Regions from separate parts of the Gossypium hirsutum genome. Here region 2 is linked to region 1. A link is a contact called in public Hi-C data. All regions are on one chromosome and are shown on one strand. The core of a region is the stretch at or near the end of the contact, and the rest is flanking DNA. Distances in the headings are between cores, read along the strand shown.

Region 1 (7,326 bases), core at 3,501-6,000:
TTAACTGTGGTCTAAGTTCTGATGCCATATTTCAGAATCTTCATTGCTATTTTAATCTTTATTATGGGAAAAAAGAAAAAGTAATTTGTGTAATTTAAGCGGCTCATATTCAAACTAGGTTTTCACACATCTCACCGTAACTTTTTGTTTGGTAACTACTATGTGCAGCATGGAAACTGGAGTTGGAGGATACCTAATTCCACGAGTTTTGATAGCTTGGAAAAAGAAGCGTTAAGATTAACAGAGATGCTTTCCATGTACGGTCGAAAGTAGTCCAGGAAAGCTTCATATCTTTCTTTTCCTCGGTCATTACACATGAATTTAGTGCCACCCCCACCATTATGTGTCTAGTCTAGCTTTGAATAAGTTCTTTTGCTGATGACTGAGGTTTTAGAGTTGAATTTTATTTATAAACTAATAAAAAGCTTGATACCCTTTCATTTCGTTCTCGTTAATTTCTTACTTTCTAAATATATGCATGCCTATTGCCATGTTTGCTACTCAAGAGTAATGAAATCAGTCTCTAGCTTCATTGAGAGCGCTATCTGTCTAATTTGGTAAGTTTTCAGCATCTACCCACTAGCAAGCTGTGATGAGTAGAATCATGTTGGTTGAAGTATTTAACCAGTCCCTTTATCATAGATAAAAGTGCAATTTAGTCTATGCACTATGAAACTGAATATTTTAATCCTATACATTTGATATTAAGTAAATTTGATAGTATTTTAATGGAAAATCCATCTCAATGTTGATTTGAGTTCATGCAATTTGACAATATAGGAACTGTAAATAAAATTAAAGCAGCAAAACCAATTTCTTCTATTAAGAACGTACACTTTTTCTTGTTTCAGATGCACAAAAGATTAAATTACTCCAATGGATTAAATTGCCTTTTTACTTCAACTCATGATGTAGAGAGCATAGAAAACAGAATTGAACTTGAACTTGATTGTTTTCCTTTTACAATCATTTTGGGTATATAAATTGAATATCAAGATTAATGGTATTGAAAATGAAATTAATAATAATAAAAAGAAAATCAGAAGAAAATTTCAAGGAGTGAATTCTTTCCCGAATTTGGGCATATAAAATGGAGCACCAAGGTAAAACCTATGCAGCGTTCTCAATTGCTTGGATGCATTCCAATACAGTTGCCTTCTTTGACATTGCTGATATCAAGGCTTCATGAATCACCTTGTTGTTTTTCAACAGAGATCCAGCAAACAGAACCTGTGTTAGTTTCACCTTTAACATTAGCTTTCATTTATCCTTTAATGGTAATATGAAGCTGAAAGGAAACTTTAAGTAACTTACTGCCCATCTAGTTAGATTTTGCTGCTGATCATTGCCCAGTTTTGGTTGGCTCCTGTTTATGAATCTCTGCAGAGAATACAGACCAGAGTTAGTTGCTGAATAGGTAAGCAACTAATGAAATCTAGTTCAACTTTGGCTAAAAGGGCCGTTTTAAAACCTGAAGTGTGAAAAGATCAGCTGATTGACCCACCACTTTGTCATATTTCAAACCCTCTGCTGCAAGTCCAGCCATGGCAACCACTGCCAACCTGAGATACACATTGCAGTTGAGTGAGTCTCCTTTTAATTTCAAGCTTCTATAGTTGTTGTTATCGCCCCCATTAGTTGCTTGTGAGAAGTGGCCCAAGCACATGATACCATGTTTTTGTATGCTTATCATTAACTATATAACTAATAACCGGGAATGGCAAATGATATTGTTGAGGCCCCATGCAGGTAAAAGTAACATGAAAACCCCTCTATTAAGAGTCAGATTACATTTTGTCTCCTTTAATAAAAAAATGGGTAAATGAATCTCTGTATGTTAGGTTAAAGAGCAAATTGATCCATTCTTTTGGAAATAAAAACTGACATGGTTGACTAAATAATCAAATAATTACACATGGCGTGCTATGTATACCTGATATTGATGTATGAGGACTAGTTTTTAACAGTAGAAATATATGAATGTTTTAACAAAAGGACCCGTTTGCTCTTTGATTTAACATACATGACAAATTTTCTCATTTTTTGAGTAGAGGGAGTAAAACACAATCTGGCTCCTAATACAAGGGCTTCCGTGGTACTTTTACTGCTTCATGCACCATATAATATACTATATGGAAGCTTTCAGATTATCAAGATTAGTACCTGTCAAGCTCTTTAGCATCAAGCTGTCCACTATATATAAGCTTTTCCAGCTTTTCATCAATGAGATTGACATGTTCTTTACCAATATCCAGTGAATACCCCAGGATAGGAAGGCCCAACAGATAACCAACTACATACAAAGAGAAAAGATTATGAATGAATATATACATGCACAGGCACACGTCACTAGATTCTATACGTGATTAGGGATTACTTAAAAAATGAGCTGCTTCATGTCTAACAATCCTTTCTTGGTAATCAGGGAAAAATGATGAAAAGCCTCCAATGGCAGCTTGAAGAAGTCTGTAGGAGCAAATGAATGACCGTTACTTGTAAACCAAAATTGTTGGAACCATGGGATAGGAAAAATTGCATTAGACTTAATTACCCTGGTGAAATGCTCCCCACTGCCAAAACGACCAAAGAAATGCTCCCAATTAAATATGGTGTAAAGAAACCCCAATCCTGTAGGCAAAGTGTGAACCGGAAAACCAGTTAAAAGCAAGAACTTCTCTACTTTTCTCTCTTTTTTTTTTTCATACATATTACCACCTTGGAATCTTACAGCTCCATCAAAGAAAACAATGCCAATACAAATATAAGTAAATAATGCTATTCAAAACTTAAATATAATAGTTGAATTATTTCTTAGTAGTTTAAGTTTTTGGGATAAAAAGTGTAAGGCTATTCCATGCATAAGTGCACTTTTTTTAAGAGTAAGAATTATGTGTTCAACGCATAATTCATATTTTAAAAGCATTATTTTAAAAAAAATATAGGCAAAAGAAAAGTAAATGAAAAACAAAGATAAAAGAGAACATATATATATATATATAGCTAAAATTACCCCAGGAAGCTGGCCAGCAAGAACTCCCAAAAACCCTGTTGTCCCAACAACTGTGAAAAGAAATGCTGCCTGTTACAACTGAAACATATCAAATACATGAACTGCAATTTGAAATTAATGTTTTAACCATGTGAAGATTGCTTTATGTGATGAAATTCCGGTTAGACTAAGGTGTAAATGAGACATTGTGTATTCACACGTCTTTCGGGTTTAATTTGAAAAGCTATGCTCCAAAAGTTCGAGTATCTTAATACTTGATTTGAGTAGCTTGCAGCTTTTCTTTTTAAATCATTTTTACTTAATATTCAAAAATCTCTCAAACTCAAATAATCAAGTTGACATTTAGTTTTGGAATCAGATTCATTTTTTACTAAGAAAATGAACTTAATTTGTTTTTATCTCAAATTGAGTTCCAAGTTCAGAAATAAAACTCGATTAGGTGAAGGATATGCATTGTGAGAGCTTCTCAGCCTACTGACTCCAAAATATGAGGAAGGTAAGTAGAATGATATTATCCTGAGTAGAATGATATTATCCCAACTAGAAGATGAGCATTGTGATACTTACATCATTTCGAACACTTGGAATTGCAAGGTTTTCTGCATTTTTAATACCAAGGCTGGTCAGCTCCCTAAGAGATGTCTGATGCAAACAATCTCAAAGTCAAGCCCCTTTAATTTGCTCGGTTAAATATTTATATATACAGCAATGAACAGATAAGATGTATGGTATACATGTACACGTATGCATATGAGTATGCAGGGTAACATTTGAGTGATCACTTTTTCCCATAACTTCAGACTTGATATCAGAGACTGACCATACGACGTGACACATACGGCTGTGAACTCCATTTCTTTGCCCATCCAACTTCACTCAGCTCATTAAGTGCTTCTTTCACAGCTTCACTGTCTTTCTAAACCAAAACATATACATACATATCAAACTACCTTATAAAGGATTTACAAGTTCAAACATACACATATCCTAATTTGCAAAAAGAGAAAACCAGTGTATATAATTCCAATCTCATATATATATAAATTCGATTGATATAGGGTAAATTCCAATAGATTTATTGAAGGGTCCCATTAACGTGCATTTAGTAGGAATTAAACCTACGAATTTATTTCAATTATAAGTTGAACGCTTTAACCAATCAGCTATGGATGCTTAGTGGGTATCCTCTTACATGGTGAATATATATATGATTTGTAAATGATACGCAATCTCAAATAGTTCATCAACCATCAAATGATAATGACAAGCAGGTTAATTCATTTAAAAAGAAAAAAAAAACTAAACCCGAAGTTAAACACCCAGTTTCAAATAGTTTCAAGCCAGGGCAAAGAAATTGATAAAAAGGAAAGAAAAGAATAATAAACCTTGGAAATGGCAGATTCAAGGGTGTTGAGATCAACATCAGGAGCAGCAGCTGAAGAAGAAGCCCTTATAATTTGCAGTTGCAGCTCTGATTTCCTGGGTGTTAATACCTTAAAACACTTGCTGGAATGCTTATTATAATAATGGAAATATTGAAATGGAAGCTTTGAGTTTGACAGAGAAGCCATGCTATTCACATTCAACATTGTCTTTGTTGTTGTCTTTTCTTTATTCTTCCTTTTTCCTTTTATGTTTCACTTAAGAACTAAGAAATGAAAAAAAAAAGAAAAGGAAAAAATGCTGCAGTGACTTACAAAGAGTGGATAAGATTCGCTGGGTTTTAGCGCAAGGTAACGTTATTTTTGCACCACGTTGGCTAAGCTTAATGGCCCTTTTTTTTTTTTTCATATTCGTTTCAACATTTTTATCAAAGGCCATAAAATATTTTTAGGTTAATATACATTATTGTAGTTTGACAAAATTTGAGATTTAGTTAATAACATATATGAATGATAGAAAATAAATATGTTAGTATTTTTCTTTAAAATCTTTCTATTTGTCTTCTTCTTATGACATATGATTCATAAAAATAAACATACTAAGTTAGAAATTCTGACATAAACTATCAATGACCATGATGATTTGGACGAGGACTTTTCAATTGACTAAGTTATAGGATTGGATTTTTAATTTTAAAAGTACATAAATTAAATCTCAAATTTTATAGAAGTATAGGGACTAACTACAAATTTTGACCTATTTTTATATAACTATGGGTATTGAGATTTGTTTTATGGTCTACAACTAATTTTGTTTGGGTCAGAATTATATTTATTTTCAAAAATAATGATGATCTAAGGATTCAAACTCAATTTAAATACTTGGAGAAAAAAATGACATTTCTTTTAACCACCTACTAGTTAACCATAATAATAACAATTAGATTATGACACACCATAAAATATGACGTTGTTAGGAGGGACAACCATAAACCCTTAAAAAATTAATATTTCATGAATTGTAAAATAAATATGAATAATACATTGATTCTACCAAAAAATAAAATTTAAAAAATAAAGTGGTAGCTATTTACAAAAAAATAGTTATTCAAGTTTTTTTGTTGCTATCCAAACAATTTCGTTTTCAAAAGTTAAATTTGAGTTTTCCTTTAAAAGTGTAACATGTCTTTTCATTACAAATAACTTTTGTAGATTAATTTTAAAAACAATAGTAAAAATGAATTTTGGTTTGTTATAAAAAATAAAGGATAAATTTCACTATTACTATGGGTAAATTTTCATTTTGGTTACTAATGTTTTCACTCAACCTTTAAGTAACACTTTTTTAGTTGGTATAATAACAATTTTAGTCCTCAACTTTTATATTCTCTTTCAATTTGACCCTAATTCTATATAAAAATGATAAAAAATCAAAATTATTTAAAAAATAGAAAATACTATATAAAAATTCTAGAAAAATAAAATTTCAAATATTTTTTTGTTAAAGAACTAATATGTATGGGAAATAAAGACCATTATCATTCTATAGAATTCAATAACAAATTAAAAACAAAACAAAAAAAGGATTAAATCATTACAAGCTTTTTCAATGTTTCTCAAAATCAAATTAGTAATATCTTCTAGTTGAGTTTCATACCTTTGAACAACATCTAGAAATGATATTACATAGACGTGTGCAATTGACTTTCATGCTATTTATTTGCCAAAAAATATCAAAATTTTTCCTTTTATTTGACTCAATTCAAAATTTCTAATTCATTTAAATTATTTTTCCAAAACCCAAATTTAAAAATAAATTATATTTTGATTTTTTTCGTATAACGAAAAAGCTATGTCAAGAAACATAAGAGATAACAAAAACAAAGAATGAATAATTTTGCTTAATGTCTTCAGTATTTTCTATGTTTTTTAAAGAATGGATATTGGATATTTCTATACAGACAAAACAGAGAGAAATTTTAGAGGGTCTAGAAATAATTTTCCCTCAGTTTCTCTCACTTTATCTATATTTGAAAATTTAATCTACTTTCATTTTATTTTTAATTTTTAGAATTTTTTAAAATTTTAAAAAGAATTTAAATTTTTTTTATCATTTTATATATAACCAGGGTCAAATTGACAGATAGTATAAAAACTAAGGACTAAAATTATTATTATACCAATTAAAATAGTGTCACTCAAGAATCGGGTGACCAAAAAAAATAATTTCAAAAACATTAGAGACCAAATTGTAACTTTTTAATGAAATGACCAAAACAAAAATTTACTCATAATTTAGTGATTAATGATATAGTTTACTAAAAATAAATAAAAAGTTTTTTACTTAAAAAGATGGTGGGTTATTTTCAAGAAAAATGAAAAATTAACATATACAAGCATCTCTATTTCATTTTAAATATTATAATTTTATACCTTTTTATTTGTAATTTCATGAATTGAATTATTCTCGCTTAATTTGTATCACTGAATTGAGTCAAATATATTATAATTAGTATAAATAATAAAAGTATTCCAAATATTATTTTATATAAAATTAAAATTTTGATTTGACAATCAAATGGAAAATGGCATTCCTAACAAAGTAGTTGAATTTTGTTATATTAAAATTTCTTTATTATATATGTTTACCAATATTAAACTGTGTTTGGTGTCATAATTCAATCAAACATTAACTCAATTGAATAATAAAAAAATATATTCTTATTTTATAAAGTAATATATATTATTCCATGTTATATCGTTTATATAGAAAATAAAAATAAAAATAAAAATAATATAATTTAAACTCAAATGTTTAAAGTTTTCATTCAATCAAAGTTTCATTTGTTATTTATATCAAATTTTTTATAAATATATTTATTACATACTTTTATTTTTACCCAAATTGTGAGTATGCCATAATCTAGTATACTT
Region 2 (7,326 bases), core at 2,040-4,539, 320 kb after region 1:
ATCCCAACAAAGTAAAGACGGAGTTAGGACTTTAAGAAATCCAATTAGGTTGGTTTAAAAATATAGCTTTTTTGCAATGATTAAATTTTGATGTTTTTAATTCCTTTTTATGTTTTTTTGATCATTCGTGTCTTTTTTGAAGTGGCAATGCTTTAAGAAAAGGTGAAGATTTCAATATTAATATAAAAATTTTAATAATATACTTAAGATTAATTAAAAAACCTAAACATCAAATAATCTTCTCGATTCATTTTTAAAGAAATAAAAATTTCACTATATTCGAAATATAAAATAAAAATATGTATTTAATACACCAAACAAAATTTATAAAATAACGACTCAATTATCGTATTTCATTTTTAACAATATTAGATCAGGTCTGGAACTAAATTAAAATTTTATAATTATTTATTTTATATAAAATAACTGGAATTATTTTATTTATTTGTAAGCTCTTCCACGAAAGCTTTAATGTTGTTATATGAAGTCCCTCCTTCCTCCACAGCTTCTTTAGCCAAATCCTTCCATTTCTTGGCATTCTTTCTAATTTCTTCACCTCCCATCACCATTTCCAAGCATCTTTTTATCTCACCAGCTTCAACCATTCCATCTTCATTCTGTCTTAGACGTACACCTGTTTTCCATACATCTTGGACGAGCTTGGAATTGGTTCCTTGGTCTACCCATTGAGGAAATGTCACCATAGGTACCCCTGAAACCAAGCTTTCGAACGTCGAGTTCCACCCACCGTGTGTTAAAAAACATCCGATCGATGGGTGGGAAAGAACTTGCACTTGTGAGCACCATGGCACTATCATCCCTATCTTTTTCAGTTCATTTAACCTACTCAATGAATCCTTTTCTTGTTCATCAGTACTTTCCCTTATCACCCACAAAAATGGACGCCCAGTTTCAAGCAACCCCTTCGCGAGTAGCTCCATTTGTGGTTTAGCCAATGTGGAAAGGCTCCCAAATGCGACATAAATGACTGATGTTTCAGGCTTTGTGTTGAGCCATTCCATTTCTTTATGCTCTTTTGTGACCTTGAAAAGATCACCTCCCATGGATGTTTCAGCAAGGTTTGGCATTAGTGGTCCGATTCCGACCATACTGTACCACTTGTCAGCCGCTTTTATGGCTTCAGTTTCTAATAGGTCGAACGTGTTAACTAAAACTCTGGGGTTGGTAAAACTCTGGGGTTGGTCTCTTGGTCAAGAACTTGTACATGTTCTTTCATGGTTAAGAGTGGCATAGCTTGTGGATTGGACGGGATGAAAAAGGAAGGTAAATCATGGCGAGAAAGCGGTGGCAGCCCCGGCATCTGAACTGTAAACGTGGGGTCATCGATGTTTTTGGTAATGATCTCATCGTATCCCTTGAAGTAATGGTAACAGATGTTCAAAAGAGAAGCAGGTTGGAACCAGAGGAGGGTGGCTGGGATGTGAAACTCACGAGCCACCGTTGCCACCCAAGGGAGAAGAGTACAGTAAACAATGGAAGTGAACCTAGTGCCTTGATCAGCAAGAAACTCTCTCAAGGATTGAGTACCGTGACGCTTTGTCTCGGACAGGTAATGATTCGTGTCACCGGAAAGTTGAAAGGCATGGTCATAGCCGTCGGAGTAATAGGCGTAGGACAAGCCATGGACAGGTGAAGCTTTGTTGAATTGGTGAATCATGGAAGAAACCGACATCAACGTGACGTGGACACCACTGTTGATGAGTTTATTTGCAAATTGAAGGGAAGGGTTAATGTGGCCTTGAGAAGCGAAAGTTACTAAGAGGACTTGGGGGGGTTGTTGTTGTTGGTCCGCCATTGAAGGACAGATGATGAGTCGGTATTCTAGTTATAACTTGACAGTTAATGGAATGAGGATAATTGCAGAGGCTGCTATGGGTTCTTATACACACCAAAAAAAGAAGAAGTAATAATTGGAGTTGAAAATGTGACGTTTGCGGTGACGCCCCGCTCAATTGAAAATGCTTTTTAAGTTAAAATAGTCTGTACATATATATATATACACGAAAGGTTTCGAAGATTGGATTATGCATTTCATTCATCCCCTGGCATTTGTGAAAAGTACGAGGATACGACGATTCACAAGTTTGTAGCCAAGTTTAGTGATAATCGCGTGTATCCTCTATTATTTCTTCATTCTTAAAATATTTATCATATAAAAATGTAAAATTAAAATAATTTTACACAAATATATTAATAGAGATAATACATATAAAATAGAGAATTTGATTGTGCAACAATATTTATTATTATGAACCTTACCAATGGACAAGTTATGGGATTAGAATCTTTAAGAGGCTGCTATGGTTTTCTTTTTATAATACACAATTGGAATTGAGAATTGACGTTTGCGATGATGCAGCCGCCGGGCAATGCCTTCTGTAAAGTGGGTGATGCTGAAATACACACAATCCAATCTGATTCAGAATTGGTGAAATTCAATGTTATTACTAACTTCAAACTTTATATTTTTAAATTACAACATAATCCACACCAAACCACTGCTCACTTAAGTACACAACTTTCTAATTCACTTCAATTTCAAATTTTATAAATTATAGGGATTAAATTTGATAAAATTAGGACATAAATACTAAATTTACAATCTAAGGATAGTGCAGGGACTAATAACAGAATTTAACTTCTCTGAATTAATATTTCGAGGGTAAAACACTTCTCTAGTCTCTCTTAATTTTGAAACTGTCAATTAGTCTCTCTTTCGTCAATTGTGTATAATTTTGATATAGTAACAATTTTATCCCTCAATGTTTACATATATATATATTTTTAATTTGAGTTTGATTTTAAAAAATTCAACAAATTTAATCTCAAACATTTACATATTTGCAAAAATATTGTGGGTTAAATTTATTAACCCACAATATATATATTTTGATATAGTAACAAATTTATCCCTCAATGTTTACATATATATATATTTTTAATTTGAGTTTGATTTTAAAAAATTCAACAAATTTAATCTCAAACATTTACATATTTGCAAAAATATTGTGGGTTAAATTTATTAAATTATGATCAAATTGATAGAATGTGTAAATTATCAGAGCTAAATTTGTTATTATACTAGTCAAATTCATGTAAAATTGTTTAAAAATATTATTGCTTTTATTAATTGTCCTTAGTTGCTTACTTTCAAAATTTACAGGATTAAATTATTTTCATCTTTTTTTTCGAGGGATCAATTTGTTTAATATTAAAATTAAGAGGACCGGAGCGTATGTTAACATATCCTTCAACAGAAACACGCCACGTATTGAAACGCCGGTTCTAGCAAGTTGGAAAAGGCGGGCGGGTTCTACACTCCTCTAACAACCAACCACCATTTTCAATCCTACTTAGTTTAGCGTTCCAAGTAACTCTCCCTCCCACTCTTACCTTTCAAGCCCGTAAAGTCATGAGCTTGGTTCTGGAACCTCCGCCTCCACCTCTATCCAAATCCAAAACCGGTGCTCCGCTCAAACGCTGCTTCACCTCCATCCGCACCGCGTTATCTCCGCCAAACCATCGATTCAGAGCCTCTCGTTTTCCACTTCATCCGACTTCCAGCTCTAGACCAACTGTTACTGTGGTTCTAAAGACGGAGAAGGAAAAAAATGCGGTGACGGAGCAAAAAGACCCGCCGGTAAGGATTGTGGCAGTGGTCGGCCAAGGAAGCGTCAGCCCATTAAAATGCACCCCCTGGGAGGAGGTTATGATGCACACCGTAAGTGTTACTATTTTTTACTTGATATTTTCTTCAAATTCATTTTTTTTTCGTTCTCATTTTACTTTTTGTTTAAGATTTTGAAAGTTATTTGGAAAATCTTTTTTTTCATATAGATTTAAAATTTCGACAAAAAAATAAAGAAAAAAAGAGTCTATGATTTTACAATTTTACTAACATTGATAGTAAATTAATTTAGTGTAGCAAAACTTGCAATTGAACCTAAAAAGCTATCAGTTTATTTTGTAGTGTTGCATTTACATTAATGGACTTTTTTATTGAGCAACTGGAATTTTGATAGTGCTATTTTGGGAATTATATATGGTTTCTTGATTGTTTATGCTACTGATCAGGCAAAAAGATTGAAATGGGTGGATGAAGGATATGAAATGGTTGTTTTCCCTGACAATTTCCATCAATCTAATGATCAAACAGCCATGGATCTGCAAAAGGAATTGGCTTGTGCAGATATTTTGCTAGTTGTAGCTGTTACTAATCAAGACTCGGTGAAATGGATTGGGACAAATAGCGGAAACATCCCTAACGTAATCTGCTTTGAATCCGATCCGGGTTTGGTTAACAAATTAGGAGGCTCTTATGTCCACAGTGAAATGAAAGGAAGTATCTTTGACAAATTGGTGGGAATTTCTCAACTGAAGAAAACAGATGAAACAAAGGAAGTTGTGCAAACCGTATCGGAGGCATGGGACCGGTGTAATTCTGACGATATAAGGTTCTGTTTGTTGGTTATTATCAATGCTTATATTCAGCCAGTCCCGGTCTTGAAGAACTTGAGATCAAAGGGCTTTTCAACCCTGAACTGTATGGTGAAGAATTGTGGACCTCAGATATTGGATTGTCTTATGGATCCGAATTGTAGGAAAGCACTTCAATGCTTGAACAAATGCAGCCCTGTAGATCAGGTGTGTAATTATCGGTGTATTGCTTCATTTGAAAGTCCGAAACTAGAAGCATTTTCTCTGTGTGTTCTTCAGAAAAACAATTGTCTTGATTTAGATGCGAAGATCCCCGAAAAGCCGTACGTGCAGCCTATGCTTAAGTTTCGAGGGAAGGACTTGTGCCATGAAACCGCCAAAGATTTATTTGTTGGTTGGTTGGGGAGTTTGGATTGGAGTTGGCGAGTCGTAGCAGGACAGAACCCAGCCTATGATCAGTTCCCATGTCAGTACCAGCTATTTTACAGGGGAAAGGCGAAGGGATCGTTTTGGTACGAGCCAGTTTTTCAGGTTAAAACTTTAGAAGGAGAATTGGTTTGGAGGCGTCGTAAATATCGAGTCAAGAGAGCAAACGTTCCAGGGACATTTTACTTCAGTGTCTTGGATAACGGGGTTGTTTCGAACGAGTATTGGACAATCGTAGATGTATCAGAAAATTTTAGCTGGGGTCTGTTCCATTACCATGGGGCAGCACGAGTGGCCGGACAATCGTATACTGGAGCAGTGCTGGTTAGTCCGGATGGGACATACCCTAAACAGACACAGAACAACAGATTATCTTCAGCTTTGGAGAAATGTGGAATTAAGGAATGGGAATTATATACGGTTGATAACTGTGCATGCCAAGATCCTCCATTAGGAATTCCAGAAGGTTCAAGTTTACATTCAATGGTTGATGCAAAAGACCAGAGCTGGAGCTCAGTTTAAGGATGGCCTAATGTTCATGAATTCCTAGAGTGAATAGGTGAGTTTCGAAGTTAGAATGTGATATTTTGATTTTTTCATTTTTAATACCTGAAACTAAATTTTAAAGTCTTTCACTAACAGTTGATAGAGGCGTTCCATATAGAACCACCCTCCAAAAATAGGCGTATGCCGCTAAGAGCCGCGAGCACACGGTATTCTTTAGTAAAAGGCGAAAGAATAGTTCGCTTTGTGCTCACCGCACGGCTCCTTGATTTTTATATCTCCATTAGCTCTTTAATTTATGGAAGTGGGTTGGGATGCTGTTTTATGTATTGAGGCGATGTGGGATCCTTTTCCTCCAATTTCGACTGTTTTTAGGGTTTAGGGGCCTGCAGTTCTCCACTCCTCTGCTAAATTTCACACTTTTCTATAACGTTTTCCTCTCATTTTTTAATCCTCTAATTTTATAAGCTAATATGGTACAATAAATTCCTAATCCTATGTTTGTTTTTATTGGATTTTTGTCTTGTTTGAATAAATATATCTCCTACTTTTCTTTGAAATATTTAGATTTTGAAATGAATGTAATCTTTTACTTAAATTATTTTGTTAATTTAATAAAATGTTTCTCAGAAATAAATAAATAAAAGAATTTAAACCTATAGATTTTAGCAAAGTTTGCCTGTACGCCATTTCCTCCGGGATAATATAATTTTTTGCACTTAAACTTGACAATTAAATTTATTTTAGTGTATTTTTTTTAATTTATTTTGATACTTAAACTTGAGTTAGATTCATTTTGGTTCCTAAATTTAAAAATATATATAAGTGTGATGATATGGCACAATCTCATTGTGCCACATCATTACTTGAAAATTAAAAAATATAAAAAATTTTAAATAATGACGTGGTATAATTGCTAGATCAATAATAATCAATTAATTAATTAATTAAAATTTTATAAACAATTTATTAAATTGGTTCAACCACTTTGTTCGAACTAATATATCAGTCTATTTTTAGTTCAATAGGCCCAACTAATCAGTCTTGAATCTAATTGACAAGTTCAAGTATAAAAATGAATAAAAAATATAAAAATACTAAAATAGACTTAATTATTAAGTTAAATGGCTAAAAATTGTATTATCCCTAAGAATTAACATCTTTAGTGCCAAAGAAGCAAATGTAAGTGTTAACTATTAAGTGATAAATGATTTTTATTGGTATTAAATTTCCCTGGACAACCAACCCTTCTATCCGTTGATATAAGAAGGCAAATGCGAGCTAGTATATGTAATTTGTAAAAATATGGTTCTGTAGTCTTAGCCTATAGAGATGGGTGTATGGAGGCTAACATATCCATGGCATTAGCAGTTTGTGAAGCTTTTTCATGGCTAAAGGAGAAGAGGGTCGCTGCTGTCATCGTAGAAACGTATCATTCAAGTTGTATAAGTTTGTAATAATCCAACAGAAGACGAATTTGAATTGGGTCTAGTGGCTAATAATGATTGTTTTGGATTGTAAAATACTATACTAAACTAAAGAACAATTTGATAAAATTGAATTTACTTAGAAATCTTTTTAGTATGCATATCTGCCTTCATCAATTAAACATATGATGTTTATATATTTGAAAATGAATAATTGCTCCTAACCAATTATACACCAGACTCAGCAACTGACTAATAACAAACTAACAGTCCCTAATCTCTTTACTCTAACATTCATCCAGCTTCTCAAGGGGTAAGACTTGAAGTAAACTTCGAAACCGAGCAAAATTAGAGAAGGATAATGGTTTAGTAAGAATATCTGCAACCTGGTCACATGCTGGTACTTCATCAACCATAAAGGAGCCACTAGCCACATTTTCACGAACAAAAAATAAGTCAAGTTCGACATGTTTAAATTTGGAGTGTAACACTGGATTAGCAGTAACAGCAA

What was found. A called contact is a pair of places that touch in the nucleus more often than the background predicts.
Region 2: a contact with region 1 is called in a Hi-C map of leaf, with 1.8 times the contacts expected there. The contact joins the promoter of LOC121210213 here to the promoter of LOC121203111 in region 1. A contact is called at or near these places in 2 of 34 Hi-C or Micro-C datasets (both in leaf).

What each region holds. Positions count from the first base shown.
Region 1 is chrA02:99,763,146-99,770,471 of Gossypium_hirsutum_v2.1, forward strand. It overlaps LOC121203111, which reads right to left and starts at 4,751. Exons shown (of 10, transcript XM_041082260.1): 1 at 4,396-4,751; 2 at 3,831-3,926; 3 at 3,578-3,652; 4 at 3,011-3,079; 5 at 2,552-2,628; 6 at 2,378-2,466; 7 at 2,164-2,293; 8 at 1,472-1,562; 9 at 1,315-1,380; 10 at 887-1,194. The coding sequence starts at 4,599. The coding sequence ends at 1,111. It overlaps LOC121210124 (4-alpha-glucanotransferase, chloroplastic/amyloplastic), which reads left to right. Exons shown (of 16, transcript XM_041082244.1): 16 at 169-440. The coding sequence ends at 273.
Region 2 is chrA02:100,081,366-100,088,691 of Gossypium_hirsutum_v2.1, forward strand. LOC121210213 (violaxanthin de-epoxidase, chloroplastic) reads left to right here and starts at 3,290. Exons shown (of 3, transcript XM_041082323.1): 1 at 3,290-3,742; 2 at 4,096-5,443; 3 at 5,527-5,898. The coding sequence starts at 3,434. The coding sequence ends at 5,406. It overlaps LOC121217059 (U5 spliceosomal RNA), which reads right to left and starts at 5,651; the gene lies at 5,535-5,651. It also overlaps the pseudogene LOC121210197.